Linked DNA regions of Gasterosteus aculeatus: region 1 is linked to region 2. The links are chromatin contacts, called in public Hi-C maps. All regions are on one chromosome and are shown on one strand. The core of a region is the stretch at or near the end of the contact, and the rest is flanking DNA. Distances in the headings are between cores, read along the strand shown.

The links. Hi-C and Micro-C count contacts between places; a contact is called where the count stands out from the background.
Region 1: a contact with region 2 is called in a Hi-C map of skeletal muscle, with 2.6 times the contacts expected there. The contact joins two enhancer-like sites. A contact is called at or near these places in 2 of 6 Hi-C or Micro-C datasets (skeletal muscle and whole body).

The regions. Positions count from the first base shown.
Region 1 is chr8:8,627,011-8,632,191 of fGasAcu3.hap1.1, forward strand. LOC120824081 (complement factor H) reads left to right here. Exons shown (of 14, transcript XM_078108036.1): 13 at 1,921-2,106. Among protein-coding and RNA genes, the nearest start is that of LOC120824081, 22 kb to the left of the region's middle. Within about 2 kb of position 3,116, at least 2 of the 9 cell types and tissues checked have open chromatin away from gene starts, as enhancers often do.
Region 2 is chr8:8,463,005-8,468,747 of fGasAcu3.hap1.1, forward strand. It overlaps b3galt2 (UDP-Gal:betaGlcNAc beta 1,3-galactosyltransferase, polypeptide 2), which reads right to left. Exons shown (of 2, transcript XM_078107680.1): 2 at 1,079-3,444. The coding sequence starts at 3,118. The coding sequence ends at 1,790. Among protein-coding and RNA genes, the nearest start is that of b3galt2, 7.1 kb to the right of the region's middle. Within about 2 kb of position 3,182, at least 3 of the 9 cell types and tissues checked have open chromatin away from gene starts, as enhancers often do.

The DNA.
Region 1 (5,181 bases), core at 1,866-4,365, 160 kb after region 2:
TTCACAAAAGATTGTGAGTTGAAAGAGTTTTAGGTCGCTGTAACCATTCTTCTTCGTACTGGCTGTAGATATTTACCTCAATGCAACAACACTACAGAACACAGATGGGGAACAAAATCCACAGTCCTTGCTCTATCAAAAAGAAAAAAACTAAAACAAAGAGCATTAGTAAAAAAAACACTTAGAGAAGCCCATTTTTATATGTGACAGGGGATCTTAATAGGGAGGGAAATAGGTCAGTATACACTAGAAATAGTGCTCATCATCTGAAAGCTTGGAACATGACAATTAGTAAAGGTTTTCTTGTCATAAATCTGTACAACAAAAGTTTAGAAAGTGTAAAAGTAGAAAGAAGATAATGATGGAAGTATATGATGGCAATATGAATGCTCTCAAGGAGTTGTTGCAGCAGTTTTGGGGTGAGTACTTTTCTAACACCGATTTATTGCTGGATTTATTCATTTTAACCACTCGAGAATTGATTAAAAATGGTGTAACGAGATGCTGATTCTGATGATGCTCTAATTAAGAATCAATAAAAATACCATGAATGCATTATTCCCACTGATGTATTCTGTTGGGTCTTTTTGATCATTCGATTCCAAAACCAGGTCCTTATTAATTAAAGGTCTGGGGATTTAAAAAGTGATGGAAGGGCATTTAGAGCATTTAAGGTGTGTAATAATCCTGCCAAACTTTGCGTACAATACATAGTTTTTAAAATAAATGTGTAAATATTTTCATGTAAGTACACAACTCAGCAGTTTATATGAATGCATGTACTGTGTCAACATTAGGTCAAGGTTTTAGAACTACTTTTAAAACTGTTTAATCTTGGAAGAACAAATTCAGTGATTCTCTCAATATTGCGACTCTAGATTTATGTGAAATTTAAATAGAAGGATTATCTCAGACATTTCACTTACCCAGCACTGTTTTTAATTTCAGAAATAGATATATATGTTAACCTTTTTGAAATAAGAATGAATGGCATTAAAGTAACACACTTTGCCAATTCCACATTTGTCAAATTCTTCCCAACTGTAGTAACAAAACACAAAATTCTCCTTATGAAAATGAGAATTTTTTCAAATGACATCTACAGATGACAATAACAATGCATAATACCTACATTATTCTCCTACCAACATACAGCATGCATAAAAATCCTAAGATTACCAGGAAAGTTGAATTTATTTTAGCTTATGTAGAAGCACAACTGTTAGGGCTCGACCAGCCAGAGAGTCGCACACCTGACGCCGCTCTGCTCATCGCCACAGCTGCAGCTCGTCAGCTCATCCCACAGGGAGGTTAAGAAGCAGATCTGCCAGTGGCTCGCTGTGAGTTCGTGCTCTGTGTTTCCCCGGAGAGGGTTGATTGTTCTTCCCCTGTGCTCCTCTTGGAAACCCTTCCGGAATTCCCTACACAGAGTTTTTGTTTTCCCTGTGAGTATCGTGTGAGTTTTCATTTTTTTGATTGGACTAAGAGCGCCCACGGACTAGAGAAGTTTTTGGAGTTGCCTTTTTTTCCCCCATGCCAATTAAGGAGGCAGTTCTTGTTTTTGGTTTGTTTCTCGTATTTGGTTATTTTGTGAAATAAACTACGCCGTTTTCCGGCTAAACCTAAGCTGTGTCTGGTGTCGTGCACTTGGGGTCAGAGACAATCCATAACAACAGTGTTATGGTTAACTTGATTCCTGCATCACATAGTTTGCTTTGCATGAGCAGATGGAAAAAAAAAACATGAATACCATAAAAAGGAATCCCAAAAGCCATGAAAATTGTAACCTTCATGAAGGAAAATGTGTATTTGTTTTGACAGGTTGAGGCCAATAAAGCGTCTGTGTGTACTTTCAAAGTCTTTTATAAGAAAAATACTGATTCATTTGATTTAATTTCTATGTGATGTTTTTCTACATAGCTTTAGATTCTCTGGATTGTGGCAGCCCACCTTTTCTCACCAATGGAGACACTACAGAAACTTCTCGGAGTGACTACAAACATGATGAAAAGGTTCATTATAGCTGTAAAGCTTATCATACCATGGAGGGTGGGCCCTACAGAACCTGCAAGAATGGAAAATGGATTGGAGAGATGAAGTGTCTCAGTAAGTAATTTACATTCCCAGACTCTTCTCATCCAAAACTGGATGTAAAAGTAATATTGTGGTATCAAGTGTTTGCATGGAGGGGCTTGATTATGTTGAGTATTGAAGCAACATGTTATAGATTAAAGAATCTATCATAGAGGACCTGCTTATCTTGCAGGGTCTATACTTTAAAACAATTCTGTTTATCTGTTATCTTTTACAGAACCCTGCACAGTTTATAAAGAAGCCATGCGCTCGCATAATATCAGATTCCGATATACATCGGATGATAAGCTGTATTCAGTCCATCTTCAATGGATGGCATTCACCTGTTCGAGTGGAACATCTCATGTTGGCACAATTGAAATGCGTCAGATGTGTGTTGATGGGGTGATGCTGCTGCCCACTTGCCAGTGAAGGTTTCAGTTAATCAGAAGAGATACAAACGTGAGCTGGATAGACAACCAGAGTAAAGAGAGGAACCAGAGATGTTCCTTTCTGCTGTCTATACTTCTGTGTATTGTACAACATGTAACTAATGGAATATGGATAGATGGCACAGGAATGAATGTTTCCACTACTTTGTTATTTAGTGGTGATTTGTCTTGATTTGTTAGCATGTGTGCTCTGACTTAAGCGACATTAATATTCTAAATCCCAACAGAGTTTGGTGAAACTATATATTTTTGTATATTTTCACCTGTTTTATGGTTTCAGACTGCTCCATATTAAACCTATCCAACTGAAACACGCTGTCTATTGCTTTGCGGAAGAGTTTTCTATACTGCTGAGCCCAATAAAGGACACATAGTAGTAACTCTGTCACAGTAACACTGCAAAGAACCGTGTTATAACAAAAGCCCAATGTTCAGTAAAAGTGTTCGGCTAAATGTGTTTGTGTTTATAACATTGTATTCAGAAGGTTTTTCCACAAAAGCATTAACATTAGGACCTTATTATGTATTATTATTATTATGACAGTATTATATATAACAATGCAGTACATAGACATATTAAAATGTATATATTGTACTTTGTTTAAAACTAGAAACTGAAAAAAAATTGCACTCCTTATTAATCATGTCAATAACAATGTATTATATCTACGTTAGTCTATTACCAACATACAGTTAAATGTATTTAACTTATGTAGAAGTACAACAGTGTTGTGGTTAACTTGATTCCTGCATCTCATCGTTTGCTTTGCATGAGCACATGGAAATAAGTTTCCTTTGTAGATCTTTTCAAACTAAGCAACAATTTAAAGAGCTTTAAATAGAGAAAAAGGTTTTACGAAGGACATTCAAAAACAAGAAGTATTAAAATTATTTAGAAATACAAGAGGGACTAATATATACACAGAAAATACAGCAACAAAGGAACTAAAAGGGCTGTAGAGGAACTAGTCAATAAAACCGAACATTATCATTTGTGATGTTTGTAGTATTTGCACCTGCTCTCTGTTGATCATTTACCTGCTGACATCCAGTCAGGAGACAAAGGAAACCTCAAACTAGTTTGTGGTAAGAATCGGGGTTCCACTTGGTGAATGTTGCTCAACACGATGTTTTGAGTATTTTAAGAAATGAAATGCTGAGGATGTTTCCTCAGCATTGACCGTTTGACGTACTTTGAAGTAAGAATCTATGTAGTGCAAAACAAACAGTGATCCTCTCTCATGTGATCTAATTACTTTATTGACTGATCGATCCACATAACTATTTTCTCCATGGACTTTGCTCAAGTGTCCACACTGTCCATGAAGCAGAGTGTTGTAATCAAACTATTTCATCATCAGCAGATATTCACAAACATCGAGTAATCCGTTTTAAACAAAACTACTCATATATTCCCACTCAGCTTGCCTTGTTTTACACATGATATTTGTTTGTTGCCTTTGTTGTTGATGCTGTCTGGTCAAACTTAATGTGATCATAAATGTTTCCTCACGTCAGTCACAGAAGTGTCAAGTTATCACAAAGTATGGTTTTTATTTTCTGGTTGAAAAATGTCAACACAAATGTGATTGGCTACTAAAGATGTGTATTTTGAAGAGTCTAAGAATTGATCCATCATGGCACAGAGGACTTTATGGAACTTTTAGTATCACTCATGCAAAGCGTGTGCTGTGTGTCCCCATGCGTCATGTGGTATTATTACAGCCTTGTGATCCTACGGGTCAGTCCGTGTTATTTCCGTTGGTCCCCCCCGAGGACAACAGCTGTGAACGAGCACTGGAAACAAAGACTTTGTCGGGCTGTCAGCCTCCGATTGTGCCAAAATGCATTTGTCTTTCATCTTTCTGTTACTCCAACTGTGGATGAGCGTGAAAGTCTCTTCGTCACAGAATGGTAAGTTTGAGTGTTAAATGTAAGCGAGATCTGCTGGAAGTATGTTGTGTGTGTCTCATTGCCAGTTTAGCCGGAGTTATGCTGCTTCCCAGCCACATACTTAAATATCCTCTGTTTCAAATGTCTTGACTGGACTCGGCCTAAAGTTTGTAGAATACAGTTGTTAAGCGCACATCCAATTTCCTCTTTTCTTTTCTGTTTGTTAGCATGTTCCGGTCTCCCAAATGTTCCTAACTCACAGGTGTCAGAAAACACCAAAAAAGCTGAATACCAAAAAGGAGACGTGGTACGTTTCACTTGTGATACTGGTTATATCTCCGGTCCGACCATCACTTATATGTGTAGCCCTCAATCCGGAGGCTGGGTTGCAGTCCGAGGAGGAAGCTGCTACTGTGAGTTAAATGGCTTTCTACTCGACTCATTTGTCCTTTTCTTTTTGAGTGGTCACAGCTCATAGGATTCATTTGATGTGCTCAAATTCGTTATACTTTCTTTTAATGTCTTGTTTGATAGATTATTGTATGCAGTTAATTGTCCCAAGAAGATAATTACATATCTGCATGTTATTATTTGGACAATGTCTCAATAACCTTTAACCTCATTTTCCAAAAGTAACTTTTGATGATAGAACTGAGAGCTGCCATTCCTTATGTTTTGGGCAACAAAAAGCAAAAAACGGATAGCATTTCTGCTTTGCAATGAAATTGTGCTATTATTAAACAAGAAAAGGTTGAAACAAAAC
Region 2 (5,743 bases), core at 1,932-4,431:
TACAGTACACATAAAGCTGTTGTTTCTGTGCTCGTGGCTCCAACGTTGAATAATTATTTGCACCGTGCGGTTTATCTGAGATGAACATCTTGATATTCCCTCTCTCTGCTGCGTTTACCTTTCAGCTTTTTCTGGCCCTTCTGCTTAGTGATTAGCGGCTTTAAATATACCATTGTGGAAACTTTACCCATTTTAGGGCTCCCTTAGTAGAAATGCTCACACATGTAGGTGATTAAAAAAAACGGACGTTCAGGTGACCTGGCTTTCTATTAGTTTATCCATACTGCCTTAATCTGATAAAGGTTATTTCAAGTCATTACCCAATTTAATGTGCTCTTTCTTGTTCGCCCTGAGCACTCTTGCGTGTATTTGTTTATTGCCTCCCTCCCTCCCCCACAACACACACACACACACACACACAAACAGGCAGTTCCATCTGGAGTAATACTGGCAGCCTTTCAAAATCATATGCATTCATTTTTAATTAAAATCTAAACTTGGGTGTTTTGCAGCCGGATTTTTAATGTTCTCAGAGGACAGTGAAGGATTCGATGTATAATTCATTTCTCATCGCTCAGCCTGATTGTCTTCACATTGCTTCTACCCAACCTGGGATTATCTAAATGTTTCACTTTTGTATTTGAAAGTCAATGCATTTCTCTGAGGGCCACTGAATAGACCACAGCCTCTATTAGTGATCAGTGTTTGAAGGAAAAAATACATGTTTGGGCTGCGTTATTCAGAATTATGTTTTTAGATCATGCAGTAACAATGGTGGCCATAAAAGTGCTACTAAAACTGAAAGAGAGGTGAGCAGTGAAGTCCGAGCTCTGTTAATAAGTAACGTGAAGGAGGAATTCGTTGTATCACGTTCTCCCCCAAACAAAGGATCTAGTCTGTAGTTTTTCACTAGTGAATCACCAAATAACAAAAAGGTCCCATCATGTAAAAAGGGACTTTTTCATGTTGCCAAATGCCCCATATTTGCTGCATACGTCTCGGACAGTCAGTAATTACACTTAAGCTGCTTGATTGCATTACAGAGCCCCGGATGAATCACACACAACTGCAAACAAAATGAGTTCAGTACATTTAATTGTTAATTAATTTGTTGCACATTTGTTCAGGTGCAGTAACACTCGTAATGTAAAGCTTTAAAAAATACAATCTCAGTCATATCTGACGTGTCATGAGTGTTTTCATGTAATTTTTTTAAGAACAAAACACAGTATATGACGGATAAACCTTTTCTTTAGTGTGTATTCTTTAATAAATCTGTAAAGCAAACACCGAGAAACAGGGCAGCATAACTGATCAACGTCAAAGATCATTCATATTTAGGTAGTGTAGATGTCAACAAAATACATGTGCATTTCCCTTTGTGTAAACACAATTGTGTCTTCATTTTTTTTCCTTTCGATTTGAAGAGTGCGACATAGCGTACTACCCTCCCAGGAAGAGCCCTCACAATAACTGTAACATGTATTGAAACTTTTCTGTTGTCACCTGAAGTATCATAAACGCTTGAGCAGCAGCACTTTTTTGTGCGAGCTCTACATGGCAAACCTCTTCCCCAACCTCTTAGAAACAGCTTAACAAGTTTACAATACTCAACTTTTTTTTTTTTCTCAACTTAAAAAAATAGTTCGGATCAACTGTACCCAATACCAAAATCAATGTGCTTTTCCCCATATAGTGTATAGTGCTGAGTTCAATATGCCCTCCTTCGGCTGTAGTTACAGTGCGCCCGCCTCCCTTCTTTCGAGGCGGGTGGTCGTCACAGGTGGCATCAAGGAGGCCTCTCCCCATGAAACTTCCGGTGTCTGTACCTGCCGTTCTTTTCCTTGGCCCCGTTGATGCAGGCGTTGTGCTTGTTGCTCTGCAAGTGGTTCCAGTACTTGATGAGTTCGTTGGGCTGGAACTGATGCGATGTGATCAGGTGGCTGTACTTGCAACCGGAGTAAGACACCCGCCAGTGGTTGAAGAGGAACTCGTTGGGGGGCGGCGCCGGGTCCACGCGCAGCTTCGCCAGGCAGATCCCCACGTAAACGTCCTCCAGGTGCAGCCTGCGTATGCTGAGCGAGGCCTGGTAGATCAGCTCGGCCATGTCCCCCGAGAACACGTACCCCGTGCCGGAGCAGAATATGGGGTAGCGCTCGCTCGGGTACAGCTCGGGCGGCATGTACCACTTGCTGTCTTTGTTTCGGTTGGGCGCGTAGCCCCTCATCAGGTAGCCGGTGAAGTACCTCTGCCTGGGAGGCAGCTCGGGCTTCAGCAGCTTTTGGACGAGGTACTCTGTGTTGACAAACATGTCGCTGTCTGTCTTCATCACATAGGAGGCGCGTGGGCAATGGGTGGCCACCCAGTTCATGCCCATCAGGGTTTTAATGGTCAGGTTGTAGTAAGTGTCCTGATAGTCCTGCTGGATGATGTCGTGGTGAACGCGGCTCTCGTCCTCTATGCTGCTCTGGAGGTAGGTGTCTGAGCTCTTCCCTGTGCCGAGCAGGAAAAGACGGACAAACCCCAGGCCCATTGCTATGCTCTCGTTGCCCCACGTCTGGCGGATGGCGTTGCGGGCGTCGGCCTGCCCCGGTTCGGCAGCGATGAGGAGGACGAGGAAGGGCACGCTGTCCCTGCACTTTGAAGGCTCGTTCAGGATGTAGCGGTAGGGCTGAGCGCTGAGCCTCCCCCCCACACCCATCTCCTTCTGTAAACTGTTGTTAGCGCTCATGGAGTCCCCGAGCCCCATTACGCCCATTCTGGCTCCTGCTGCCCCTCCTCCACCTCCTGCCGTCTCCCCCGCTGCCCCGTCCGCCTGCTGAGAGCTGAGGTTGAGCGGAGGTTTCGGGGCCACGTAGCCCGTCTCCCTCCACAGGCTCCTGAGGGAGCTGCTCTGGTTGGCTTCTCCCTTGGGGCTGCGGAGGCCCCTGACGGTGTAGGCCAGCGGGTTTTCCCGGGGTCCGCTGCGCCCCGGCAGCCAGTCTTGCTGGCTGAAAAATAAGAAGAGGGTGAAGAGCAGAGCCAGCGAGAGGAGGCCGGCCACGTGGGTCCGGAAGAGCGAGCGCTTGACGGTCCAGGTCATCTTGATGGGACAGCAGTGGCGGCGTCTCCACTGCATGGTGCAGATCTGTGTCGCAGGAAGCCGCGGCTGCTGCTGGGAAATGGGCGGCGGTTACACGCGGTCGCCTCAAACATGTGGTGGCCAACAGTCAGAGGGTTATCTGAGCTGGCAGATGGGTTGCAGTGAGGCCCCGGGAGGAGTCAGAGGAACGTTTGAGCCCCCCAGTGCAGCTCGCCAGAGGGTTGAAGGGGCTCCTGGTGGAGCTAAGAAGGCGATGAGTCTCTGGCCATGGAGGCTTCTTCCTGGCTCCGCCTTGGCACTGTAGACAAAGACTCCTTCAGGATACGATGAGGGTCACCTCTTCTGTGTTTACTGTCTCCAAGCTGAAACAAGAAAAAAGATACATGAGAAAACTGGTCTAAAAATCACTTCCTGTCAATTGTCAGTTGCAGATGTATTTTTCGTTCTACTTGTGGGAAGAACCGAGCATATTTCTTAATCATTTTATTCATGGTTTGTTTTGACACACACTCTATTTCTAAATTACTCCTTCCAGATGCAAAGGCCCCAATTAGCGCTTTCTGCGGATGCGGAGCCCACGGTGGTAAATGGCACTTCTGTAAGCTGACTTAACATTTTGAAAAGGACAAATCAATCAATGAGACAGCTTTTGCAGCATTTTTCATTGGACAGGGACAGAAAAAAAAGCAGGCTCTGGGGATGTGGCTTTCTCAGGAAAGAAATGTGTGATTCAGGAAACACTTTTGGAAGCAGGTTGCTGGCAGTAAAGATTGCTGCTGTAAATATTACTGAGCGTACAGTTCATTGGCACGGCTGAAAGAAGGTGCATTCATGTGTGCCTAGTTGTGGAAATACATTATAACAAAATACAAAGTAAATCAATCGCACAGAAAACACAATTAACATCTGAAAACCTCACAATGAGAGAAAATAACAGCATTTAGCTCAGCACAGCAATGCATCAGTTCCGACTGTAAAAAGTCGTAACTGAAACTATGAGCTGGTCGTCTGCTGCTGGGCACGGGGAGACGGCGGTGTTTCTCGCGTGTCATTATTCAGCATAATGCCTGGGGCACAAGTATGAATTGCAGGTTTGCTCAACGTGATGGCGGCTAACGGCTACACCGAGCCGCTCGGGCAAGCAAGTGTCATCAGCCCCCGACCGCGCGTCGACGAGCTGGGGAGGAGATGCATCTGTCAAAAATGAGTTTTCAGGGTCCAGCAGGCGGCGGCGCCAAGCACGAGCCAGCCCATGGCGATAGCAGCCTTCACCCGCCATTCACCTTCCGGCCTCGGCTTATCAAAGCTGCCTGCTGCCTGTCTGGTTGAGACCACACAGGCCGCCTGATCCTCTACCACAGACATGAATGCAGGCCATGCGAGGAAACATGCATACATGCAAACTAGCATCAAAGCATGCAAAATGTGACGCGAATGATTGCATCTGTTCCCCGCGGGGAGTTGTGCATCAAGGGAAGCACTAAGGCGACCTCATAAGCACACACGCTGATGCTCGAACTCGCCAAGGAAAACAATCTGTTTGCACAAGCACAAAATTGACCGTGCATTGCGCATAATCATATGCACACCAAATACTGCAATGCAAACACAATGAATTTTTGGGGGGTTGGTTCGCAGACCCACTAACACGAAATCGAACGATAGGACTTGATGGTTCAAACAGCGAAGGCGCTGTACGCGACGCCGCTCTCGTGCGTGTAGAACTCACGCGAAGGATGCATTTGGCCATCACACGTAATTATAGCCACACTAAAGACATACGGCATCATTGTGAACTTCAAAGATGACAAACACGCACACACGAGCAAGAAAAAACAGAACGTGCCAACGTGCCAAATAATGAATGTTACCGTGGCCGCAGTGCAAGTCTTGAATCCACCCCGTCCCCCGGAGTGCGTTAATTCACTGAACGCCTGCTTCGCCATTCTGTTTACTCGCGCGCTTGGTTTTTAATCATTTGCGACCACACCAAAGCAGAGCATTGTTTTGTGTCGGCTTAGAGTGAGGGAGATTTTCTTAACTTCCAATTTTCATTTTCCCCCTATGTTTGCTCATTCATCATGACAACCGGCAGGGAACACGATAACCTTTTCAGGCGAGTGTGCTTACCCAGCGCAAGCAATTACAGGAGAATGAGAGGGGCCAGGGTGGGCTTTGTTTTAAAGGTTAACATACTTTACATGGAGGCATAGGCAGCGCTTGAGAGATTTCTCCTGTCAACTAAATGAACATCTAGTTACGTGAGCTCTGATGAAGTGTGCACTACAGGGGGGGGCCTCATAAACATAAATAACCTTGTACACAGGAGGCGCATGCACAATATGGATGCCCACACACACATCCACAATCAGCACATGCGGACCACCATGAATGGTCGAGGGGAAGACTTTCTATATATTTTTTTTCTTCCATGAATGCAAGTTTCACAGGCAGAGCAGACAGCCAGACATTTACTGTTTAGCGGTTCCATTTAATGTGCCGATGCCGATCCTCATTAATTCATTTCGCCTGCCTTCCATCAATGTCACTTTTATCCAAGCCAATTAGTTACACTAGCACTAATTAAAGCCCCAGCGATTCTGCAGCGGTCGATAATCAGAACGGAGGCTCGGGTTGCGACACAGTAGTGAAAATACTAGG